Linked DNA regions of Mus musculus: region 2 is linked to region 1. A link is a contact called in public Micro-C data. All regions are on one chromosome and are shown on one strand. Each heading gives the region's core, a stretch centred on a gene start, on an enhancer-like site or on the middle of the called end of the contact. The rest is flanking DNA. Distances are from core to core; before and after follow the strand shown. Region 1 has its middle 22 kb from the start of Serpinb1a. Region 2 holds the start of Serpinb1c (serine (or cysteine) peptidase inhibitor, clade B, member 1c).

Region 1 (4,738 bases), core at 811-3,310:
CTTTTTCTAGTGGTCAACATGCTGAAAGAGTCTTAGGTAGAACAGTTGAAATTTGAGGGATGTATTGTGACAGAAGTTAGGTTCATTTAAGCCATGAGGAATTTCGTTTTCCTCTGTGTGTGTGTGTGTGTGTGTGTGTGTGTGTGTGTGTGGTATGTGTGCAGGTACATGTGTGTGGTGGTCCAAAGTGTTCTTAATTACTATACCTTATATATCAAAGCAGACTCTTCTCCCTAAACAAGCAGCATGCCATTTCAGCTGGTCTCACTAGTCAGTTTCCTTCAGGGATCATCTGCAAGGATTACCAGCGGCTGCTATGCCTACCCAGCTTTTACATGGGTTCTTGGGCTCTGAATATCTGTCTTCACAGTTGCCTGGTAAAGAACTTTACCCTCTGAGCTATTTCGTCAGGCCCCCGGAAAGAAAGTTAGATAAGTCATTCCTGGTGGATCTCAGAGCTTCAATGCTCAGAGGTCTGATAATGTCTGGAACTCTGCAGGCAAGCTGCATCAGTTGCCTTCATATTTGACATACTTGTGTTGGAAGAGGAAATGTTTAGACCACTTGTCCCCAGCTAATGGTGCCATTATTACATATGCATATACATACATATTATACAGTCCAATTACAGACTGTGGACCCTTTACAGAGTAGACCCAAGTGGCAGAAGTCATGGTGGGCGAAGTAATGCCTAGCCCCCAGTTCCTGTGGAGCTCTGTTTAGTGTTCTTCTGGGACATGAACAGTCGCCACTACATTTACTTCCTAAGCAGTAAGCTGACCCGACACAACTTCCCTGCCATGATGGTTCTCCCAAAATTTTACTCCCTTACAGTTATTTAGTCATAGCCACATAAAAGTAACCAATGCAAGCCTCTTTAAGATGATAATACTTGTCATGAAAATAATAATCTTTAGTTGCCATTTACTTTGTAGTGATGATATGTCACTTTTATTTTGGTGGGGATGAAGAATATGCGCCCAATATCTGACAGAAGAGGATTTTGAGGGCTCTGGGCTCAGGAGAAAATGACTGGGTGATGCTGACTGGGACAGCCTTGTTGTACTGTGACTTTACTAACCCCGAGTCCACAGATCCTGAACAATTACAGACTTATTTTGGTTTCCCCTTCTTCCTCATCAGCATGCTACTTTCATCGTCCAAGGGGGAAGATTCAAAATACACTGAGACAAAACTGATAAAAATGAAAGAAGGCGTCAAATCTACCAGTATAGTAAGAGACCACAGCACAAGTGTCTGGGGAGACAGGACTCTTGAAACAAACTAGCGTTGTAAGGATGCCTGATTTGGGTGGTTAACTGCAGGACAGTTCTTCAGGGGACCTTGGACCAATCTAGTCCCTTAGCTACTTCTCAAAAACAAAAATTCTCAAAGTTAGGAATACAACAGCTTGAGAAGAGGACCCTCTTCTAGAAACCAGATGGCTCTCTGTGCTCTTAGTGCAGCTTGTCAATTATCCCTGGGAAAATAAAGTCCAGGATAGCATGCTTTCTGGGCTACATCAGTGGTGGTGCATGGTAGGAAATCCATCTACTCTGTTAAGCATTCCTGAGCCTGAAGGCTCAGTTCCCAGGGCACCCTGCACTTCCAATCTCTTGCTGCCTGCCTGAAACTCACTGCCTGTGAATATGTTGTATTTTACCAGATGCAGGTAAGTCGATATCAGTGCACAGTAAGATGGCTCTACAAAACCTTTTTAGACCTGTTTCCAGCAAAGATGTTAAGACAACTGACTGAATGTCATGGAAGTTTGATTAAGTACATAGTGCAGACGAGTCAACTTTGTTACTCACATGTTATGAAAAGTGTCCTGTCTTGTTACAGTGTCTGTATCTACAATTCACTTTTTAAAACTGTGCTATTTCTGTGCTTGTAGACACAGTATAAAGCACTTAATTCAGTGAAGCCTGGGTGTTCTTAAGCCTGCCTGCTTTAATGGAAAAAGTCATGATCGAATGCATCATCTGATAAACTGTAATTCCGGTCTTTTTATCACCACCATGGTCAAGTTGCTGTCACACTGCAGGAATTAGATTAAGTGACTCAGATGTTCCTTTCCTGTCCTACGATGATATGTCCTATGGCTGAATCAGAGATTATCACCCAGCTCCACGTATTCATGTTTTAAAACACAAGGAAAACAGTCCCCAGAAGGAAATCACAGAATCAATGTTTAACACATGTGGCTTTGCAGGTGTCAGAACAGCTGTCAGAGCAGGTCCTAGCACAGCAAAGCAATGCCAGCCATTTCTATAATTCTCAGGACCAGAAAAAAACACTTTTACTATAACCAGGAAGGAGAGTGCACAGGGGATTTTGAGTTCTGTGAAAAACACTTTCCCTGTATCCTGGTATTTTGCCACTGCCAGTTGGTACCTGTCACATATGTTGGTGCTGCCATAGATTGTAATGGAGAGCCCACGTTCCTATGGCCTAGCTCCATTATGCACCGTGCCTCACTTGTGTTTGTGGTACAGCTACAGCCAAGAAACATGTTGCACTGCCTGGGGTGCAAAATACACTACTTGCTTAGTGATTGGACATGTTTGTTTTGAGGCAGGATCTTACAAATTGAAAAAGTCTGTCCCCAAGTAACAGCATAGAGTATAGTATGATACCGGCATTGTGGTAGGTTTTTAAAGTCATTATCGGAAATAGACAGAGACAATGGCACACACTGGTTAATCCCAGCACTCAAAAGGCTGAGATGAGGCGCTCAGCGCTGCAAGATGAGACCCTGTACATCTCAGTTCTCAGTGATGAGGTTCCATTGCAATTAAGTTCCTACAGATGAGGAAGGGGAAAAGCAAAGATGACAACCTTGACCACGAATCAGCCCAGCCAGGGTTTGAATTCCAGCAGACTCACTCTGGGTCCATGTTCCTCAGTGTGCATGGATGGCTGGGCTATTGATAGAACCCTGGCGATGGGGGCAGAGGGCAAAGGTTGGCAGGCGGAGTGTGCAAAGGGATTCATTTCTCTCATAAAGTACAGTTCCTAGGCTGTCCATTCTTTCACTGCCTGTGTGGATGGCACAGATGGAGAGGTGCAGGACATGAACTGTGCGCCCCCTGGTGGTTCAGATTGTAGCTGCTAAACAGGTGGCATAAGTTTCCAATTTTCATATGCACACATACGTTTAAAAAAATGTCCAGTGTTGGGGGCTGGTCTGGTGCTGCTATGTATTCAAATGCTAAATACTGGCCCCCAAGACCTGGCTGCTCTTGACAAACATATCCTCATGTACACCAAGTGAGTCTATGTAAACTTGGCTCCCCAATTTAAAGCTATTGGCTAAATAAAAGTGGCTACAGCCAATCACTGGGGAGAACAGAGGTAGGTGGAGTTTCAGTTACTGGGCTGGGGGATTGCAAATAGGGACCACAAGGGACAGAGAAAAGTAGAGTCAAGGAGGGAGATGGAGAGAGCAGGAGATGTGATGGGCCAGGAGAACATGCCCATCCCACCCCCAAAATAGACTGCTGGAGAAGTAACTTGGGTAAGACTCAAACAGCAAGCACCACTGGCAAGAGCAGCTAGGAAGTAGCCAGTTTGGCTTTAGAAAAATATATTAGCAATTGTGCAAGAGCTGATTAAGTAAATCCATACAACTCTGCCTGGGTTACTAGGGGGCTGTCCAGGTTGTATCAATAACTAACAGAGTATATTAAACTCTATTTACCGTATTGTAACCAAGAGGACATATATTGAACCATTCACAGTAGTTACCACTGAGGAAAAATGGTTTATTTCCACTACTTTTTGCATAATTTTTGTAGTGTTCAAACACTGCTTTTGCAACCAGACAAATCAACTCTTGAAAGGTCACTTTATCTGTCCTGTTGATCACAAACAGTAAGACAACCTTGGCCTGCAATGGTCACTAGGAACTTTGCTCCAGCCTCAGCCTGACCCCTGCTGGAGAGAAGCTTTGAGGACTAGCCTGATTTCCAGACATTACATAGACCCCAGGGAAACGTTATCCATTCGTTTTATTATTTAGCAAATATGTACTTTCACATTCTACATGCTAAGCATGAGAGATACACAAAAACAAATCAAAGGCAAGGCTCATTTAAGAACTATACAAGTTTTCTGTTTCTACATGCTTTTTATCCTATCTTCCTTACTGACAAGTTCAGATTTGGCTGCCATTGGGGGGTGTCTCTCTGGGTATGTGTGTGCTGCTTGTAATTAGTGGCCAAGAAGCTACCAACTTGAGTGTGTTGCTTACATCTGGTCATTTTACTGTTCAGATATTTTCTCTAGTGCCTGAGGTATGCAGGAATAGCCTCCTCTTGAGAGTAGCTGCATTCTCCACATTTCCCTTTACCTCCCCCAGCCCATGTGCGTGTCTGTGTATGGTTGGGTGCATGTGGTGGGGTGCACACACATATGCATGCGATTGCACAGAGAGACACAAAGTTGACAGACGTTATATTCTTTGGTTACTATTTCATGAGGCAGGGCTTCTCAGCTAAACCTAACTTGGCAATTCTAGTCAAGCTAGCCAGCTTGCCCCTGGAATCCCATCTCTGATTCCTATGTGCTTGGGTTATAGGTGGTCATTAAACCTACCCTGTATAGCTCCTGCATGGCTTCTAGAGGTCTGAAATGCAGCCATGTATGTCAGAGAACTTTGTGGAGTTGTTTCTCTCCCTCCACCTTTACATAGCATGGGGGTTTGAGTGAGAATGGATTTGTACATTTGGTCCCC
Region 2 (4,738 bases), core at 1,075-3,574, 69 kb before region 1:
GAATACAGTTTACAGCTGCCGAAGTTAGTGGTCATGCCTTGATCAGATCTGGCAACTACTAGTTCCTACAAACACTGGAGAACTCCCTTGATGAGAAGAAGTAAAAAAGATGAAATAAAAATCCAAACACTGAAATTAAAGACATGGGGCAGGAGGTACACCTTTATGGGAAAGTCCTTGTCTGGCACATCCAGGAGGCCTGGGTTCCATTCCCAGCTCAAGCCAAAAGAAAGGAAAAACCGTGCTCTGAAAAAAATTATTTTTACTCTATTTGTCCTTGCCTGTATACTAACCCATTTGGATAAAAACTAGTGTGTGTGTGTGTGTGTGTGTGTGTGTGTGTGTGTGTGTGTGTGTGATATAGGGAAAACTACATATTAAAATGAATAAGATGAGGTCATGCCTGCTCCATGTGGTCTAAGCATGGCCAGGAGACTGCACCAGGCCATGGGGGGAGGGGAGGGAGAGAGGAAAAGTAGTGAGAGGAGAGGGATGAGGAGTAGAGACCAAGGGTCAAGAGAACCAGGAAAGACAAGAGAGCACAGGGCTGAAATGTCAGGATTGTATAGGATAGAGAAGCTGGAGGAAGAGAACCAAGTACCCTGGACTGGAGAGGCTTAGGGGAGGGGATGGGATGGGAAGAGTTGAGAAGAGCACAGGGACTAAGGGAGACTAGAAGCCAGCATGCAATTTTCAAATGCTAATATGCACTACAGTTAGCCATTTGCTTCTTTAGTATCTGACAAAAAGACAATTTCATATGTGTGTGTGTGTGTGTTAAATGGGAGGAAAAATATATAAATATATATATATATATATATATATATATGCTTTGATCTTATGTAAGCACCAAAAGAAAGTGGTAAAATCGTTTCAGAGTATTGTTGACCCTTACTTTAGGCTTGAGCTGGGGATGGAACCCAAGGCCTCATGGGTGTGGCAGGCATCTACATTCCCAAGGTGGTGCACCTCTTGTCCCAAGTCTTTAACTGCAGTGTTTGGATGCGTATTTTCATCCTTTTGACATCCTGTCATTGAGGGGGTTCCCCAGTCTTGTTGAAATAGCAGTGAAGTTGCCAAATCTATCAAATCATGACAACTAACTACGTCAACTGGAAACTGTATTTCCTTTCTGTTTTCATTTCCTTTGCTTCTTTTTTGTTTGCTTGTTTGTTTTAAGACTGTGGTTCTTTTCCTGTGTGGTGAGTGGTGAGTGTGCACACCTTGCTTGTGTGCACATATGTAGGTGGGAGCACAGATACATGTGCATATTAAAGCCAGGGGTTAGCACTCTGAGTCTCCCACTATCATTCTCCACATTATTTTTTGAGACAAGATCTCTCACAGACCCAGGAGCCCCCTGAGTGAGCAAGACTAGCTGGCCATTGACCTCCTCTTAGGGAATGCTTGTCCCCACCCCCATCCCCACTCCAGCACTAAGATTACAGAGGCCCAGAGATCCAAACTCAGGTCCCCATGGTTGGATGGTAAATGAGGCACCAACTGACCCATCTCCCCACCCTCCTTTCTCCTCTTTTCATTAGTTCCCATGTCTAACAAACACCAACCCATGTGTAGTGACCCTCACTAACAGTAGCATTATTCCGTTATCCTCTGAAGAAAGATTAAAAAACAATTAAAAACTTAAAAAAAAAAAACTCTGTGATTTTAAAGATCCAGGCACTTCAAGGGAGAATAAAGTTGAGTATGTGGAGGTAATGATTGCCTGGGCTAATCAATTCTAATTTTAGTTTGATATTAATCCAAAGTTTTAGTCTAATAGTTGAGAATGGTGACTTGAGGGCCTCTCCAGCCTGCTGTGGTCACAGAGCTAGCCTTGACACCTGAAAAGCAGAGCAGCCAAGGATGTTGCTTAAAACTGGTATTCTGGGTCCTTATCCAAGGGGTCACAAAGGTATTTCTCCTCCCCCACCCCCCACACCACACACACACACACACACACACACACACACACACACACTCCTTTGCATTCTGCAGTGTTTCTGTGAAATTCAAAAGAAAATCTTTTGACCTGGAATAGAGGACATTTATCCTCTTGGCCATTTGCAGCTGAGGAAAAATAAGTTACTGGGTCTCTGCTTAGAGGCGTAGAGAAAAAAGCCTGGAACTGAGGAAAGTAATTGCCCCTTGGGAGTACCTGCAATCTTCTGCTTTTATTTCAAAAGACCTGCAAGCTCAGTTTTAAAGGGTCACCAGAGAAAAGGCCTCTCCACCCAGCTTGGACTTGCCAGGAAGACACACCCCTTCTGCGTACTATAAAGGCAACACCTGGCTCTGAGCACTTCTTCCTAGGTCAGCTGCAAGTGGAGCCAGACCTGCTAAGCAAGAGGTAAGGTCAATGCAGGGAGGTGGCTGGGAAGAGGTAGCCAGACCTCCCCACTGCTTCTTCAGGAACCAGCATGCTCCCGGTACCTCCCCCTCATCCAAGAAGTGACCAGAAAATACTCTGTGGATCCCCAACTACACCCCACTCCAGGCCGCAGGCCAGAGGGAGGAAGGTGATCCTAGCCACCGTTTTTCTTTCCCTCACCTTTCTTTTTGAATCTTAATCTGAGAGACAGTGCCCTGCAACTCCATAGGGTCAATCCTGGCTGCAGGGAGGCTGGGAGGGAAGGAAGCTGGTGAGATCCTAGACCCTCAACAATGAGAAATCCATGTGGCCCTGGTAGCTAAACATCCAGAGACACACGGCTGTGATTGGCCTGTACTTGGACAAACTGGAGCTCTGAGTTTGGGACCCAGCTGAATTAGCAGATGAGCCTCAAGCAGGGCTTGCTTACCCACTGCAGGAATCAGCTTGTTTGCAAACGGGACACAGAGGAGTGTTCCTCTTCCCTGTCACCCACATCTTACTTATTTGAGTGGCATTCTCAAATTCGCATATTTCACTCCAGCTGAGACTTCAGCCTTGACCTCAGGCATGCAAAACTGAATCCCTGGAGAACGAAAAGGATAACATTGTTATCTTTACCAGAATCTAATCTATGTAGAGTAGGTCCACGTGGTTTTCTGGATTCATTGCCTAAATGAACTAGAACTTGACATCCCACAATGGCTGAGCTCCAGACAGAAGGCTGTGTAGTGTGGACACTGTGTCAAGGCCACCTGCATGGTCCCTTTTCAGACACAACCTGTCTCAAAGGCTAGAGACATGAGACACCCTAGGTCCTGGTCTTGTGTCACTGCTGAAATCTGACCCCTGCTTTTGTGCCTGGGGCAATATTCTTGCCCTCTTGGGGAAAAAAATGGGCGGGAACACGGGTAACCAACTGCAGGTCCTAGGGGTGGGCGGCCTTGCTGACATAGTTGGCAATGTTGATCCCCCTTCTGTTGCAGCCTTCACCATGGGGCAGCTGAGTTCAGCCAACAACCTCTTTGCTTTGGAGCTGTTCCACACCCTGAATGAGAGCAACCCCACAGGAAATACCATCTTCTCTCCCGTCAGCATTTCTTCTGCCTTGGCCATGGTCTATCTGGGGGCCAGAGGCAGCACTGCAGCCCAACTCTCTAAGGTTAGCAGAAGCAAAACTGGCATAGCTCTCCCTCCCATCTCCATGCTAAAAGCTGTGCCTCAGAGTTCTTCTGGTGTGTTTTCTAAGCCATGTCAAACTGAGTTCAATAGCTACTCATGGTGCAGTCAGACATTCAGAAAAGACACCCTCCTCCTGAAAAGCCAGGTATTAGTTCATAACCGGCTTTAACTGAGCATAGAGCAGAGTCTCTGCTCAGTTGGGGAAACAGTGAAAAAGACAATGACAATACCTGCAGGCTTTGAGCTTCCATTCCCATTCCCAGGAGTGAATCTGATAGTTTTATCCTGGAAGCCCCATACCTCCCCAGAACTAGCTGTTTCCTGTTTTCCTTTTGCATTTACAATCATTACTCATAAACCATGCCTGTAATAGGGTCACCTTCAGGCATAACAGATATAGGAACATGCTACAGGAGAGAGCTTGGTAGTGGTACCTTCTTGTGGGGACAAGGTAAAGACAGCCATCTGTCTGTGTTCCCAGGGTTAGCCCTGTGCCTCTCTCCAACCTGATTTCACTGGCTGTGGCTCTGCAGGAGAAGGGATTGGAAAATCCCTGTGGCCTGTTGGACAGGACCCACATCCTCTCAGCCCACCTCTGGGAGACAGCAGGTCACCCTCCCCACAACTGCCTAGTCTTCCTTCATGGGTGTGAAGGGGACCTCTGCTCTTGGTGTTTCTTAATTCTGAGAAAGGAACTCTGCCATCATTGGCAGCCTAGACAGGAGTGGGTAAAGTGTTTCCTAACTCTGCACCTGCTGCTAGGTGCTTCTCACAGGTTATATAACACTGGTTCAGCGTTAAGGCTTTTACTGCTGACAGCTTCAGGAAACAGTAGTTTCAAGGCCTTTCCCTCCCCATTTCAGTCCATGTAGCAATCTAGCAAGCATAGCTCAGAGAGTAGCATGGACTGTGAACACTGTGTGGTTTTTGTCCTTTGTGTCTTAGAAGTGAGTAACCAGCCCAGACCTCACACAACCATAAGAGGCCTCTTGACTTTCAACTAACAGATGAGGAATTAAACTCCCACCAGAATAAAGTTAAGGAAGTTATTTTTCAAGGGAATGAGCTGTGGACCTTAATAAGAAGAAATCAGTCCCACCTTTTGGGTCTCAGAGAGGGAATGACTCTTATTTACACTATTTATATCTGAGATTTTTTAAAAAAAATTTTTTTAGGAAACTTGTA

The links. A called contact is a pair of places that touch in the nucleus more often than the background predicts.
Region 2: a Micro-C map of granulosa cells shows a contact between it and region 1, with 4 times the contacts expected there. The contact joins the promoter of Serpinb1c here to the enhancer-like site in region 1. A contact is called at or near these places in 1 of 39 promoter capture datasets (macrophages), 2 of 15 datasets of contacts at CTCF or cohesin (CD8 T cells and large pre-B cells), 6 of 484 Hi-C or Micro-C datasets (embryonic stem cells, granulosa cells, large pre-B cells and 3 more), 1 of 115 datasets of contacts at active chromatin or transcription factors (large pre-B cells) and 2 of 9 other capture datasets (adipose tissue and liver).

What each region holds. Positions count from the first base shown.
Region 1 is chr13:32,826,468-32,831,205 of GRCm38.p6, reverse strand. No RefSeq gene overlaps it. Among named protein-coding and RNA genes, the nearest start is that of Serpinb1a, 22 kb to the left of the region's middle. Within about 2 kb of position 2,060, at least 22 of the 459 cell types and tissues checked have an H3K27ac peak or open chromatin away from gene starts, as enhancers often do. A contact at or near this core is called in granulosa cells and liver, where this site is marked.
Region 2 is chr13:32,895,726-32,900,463 of GRCm38.p6, reverse strand. It overlaps Serpinb1c (serine (or cysteine) peptidase inhibitor, clade B, member 1c), which reads left to right and starts at 2,324. Exons shown (of 7, transcript NM_173051.2): 1 at 2,324-2,350; 2 at 3,358-3,533. The coding sequence starts at 3,366.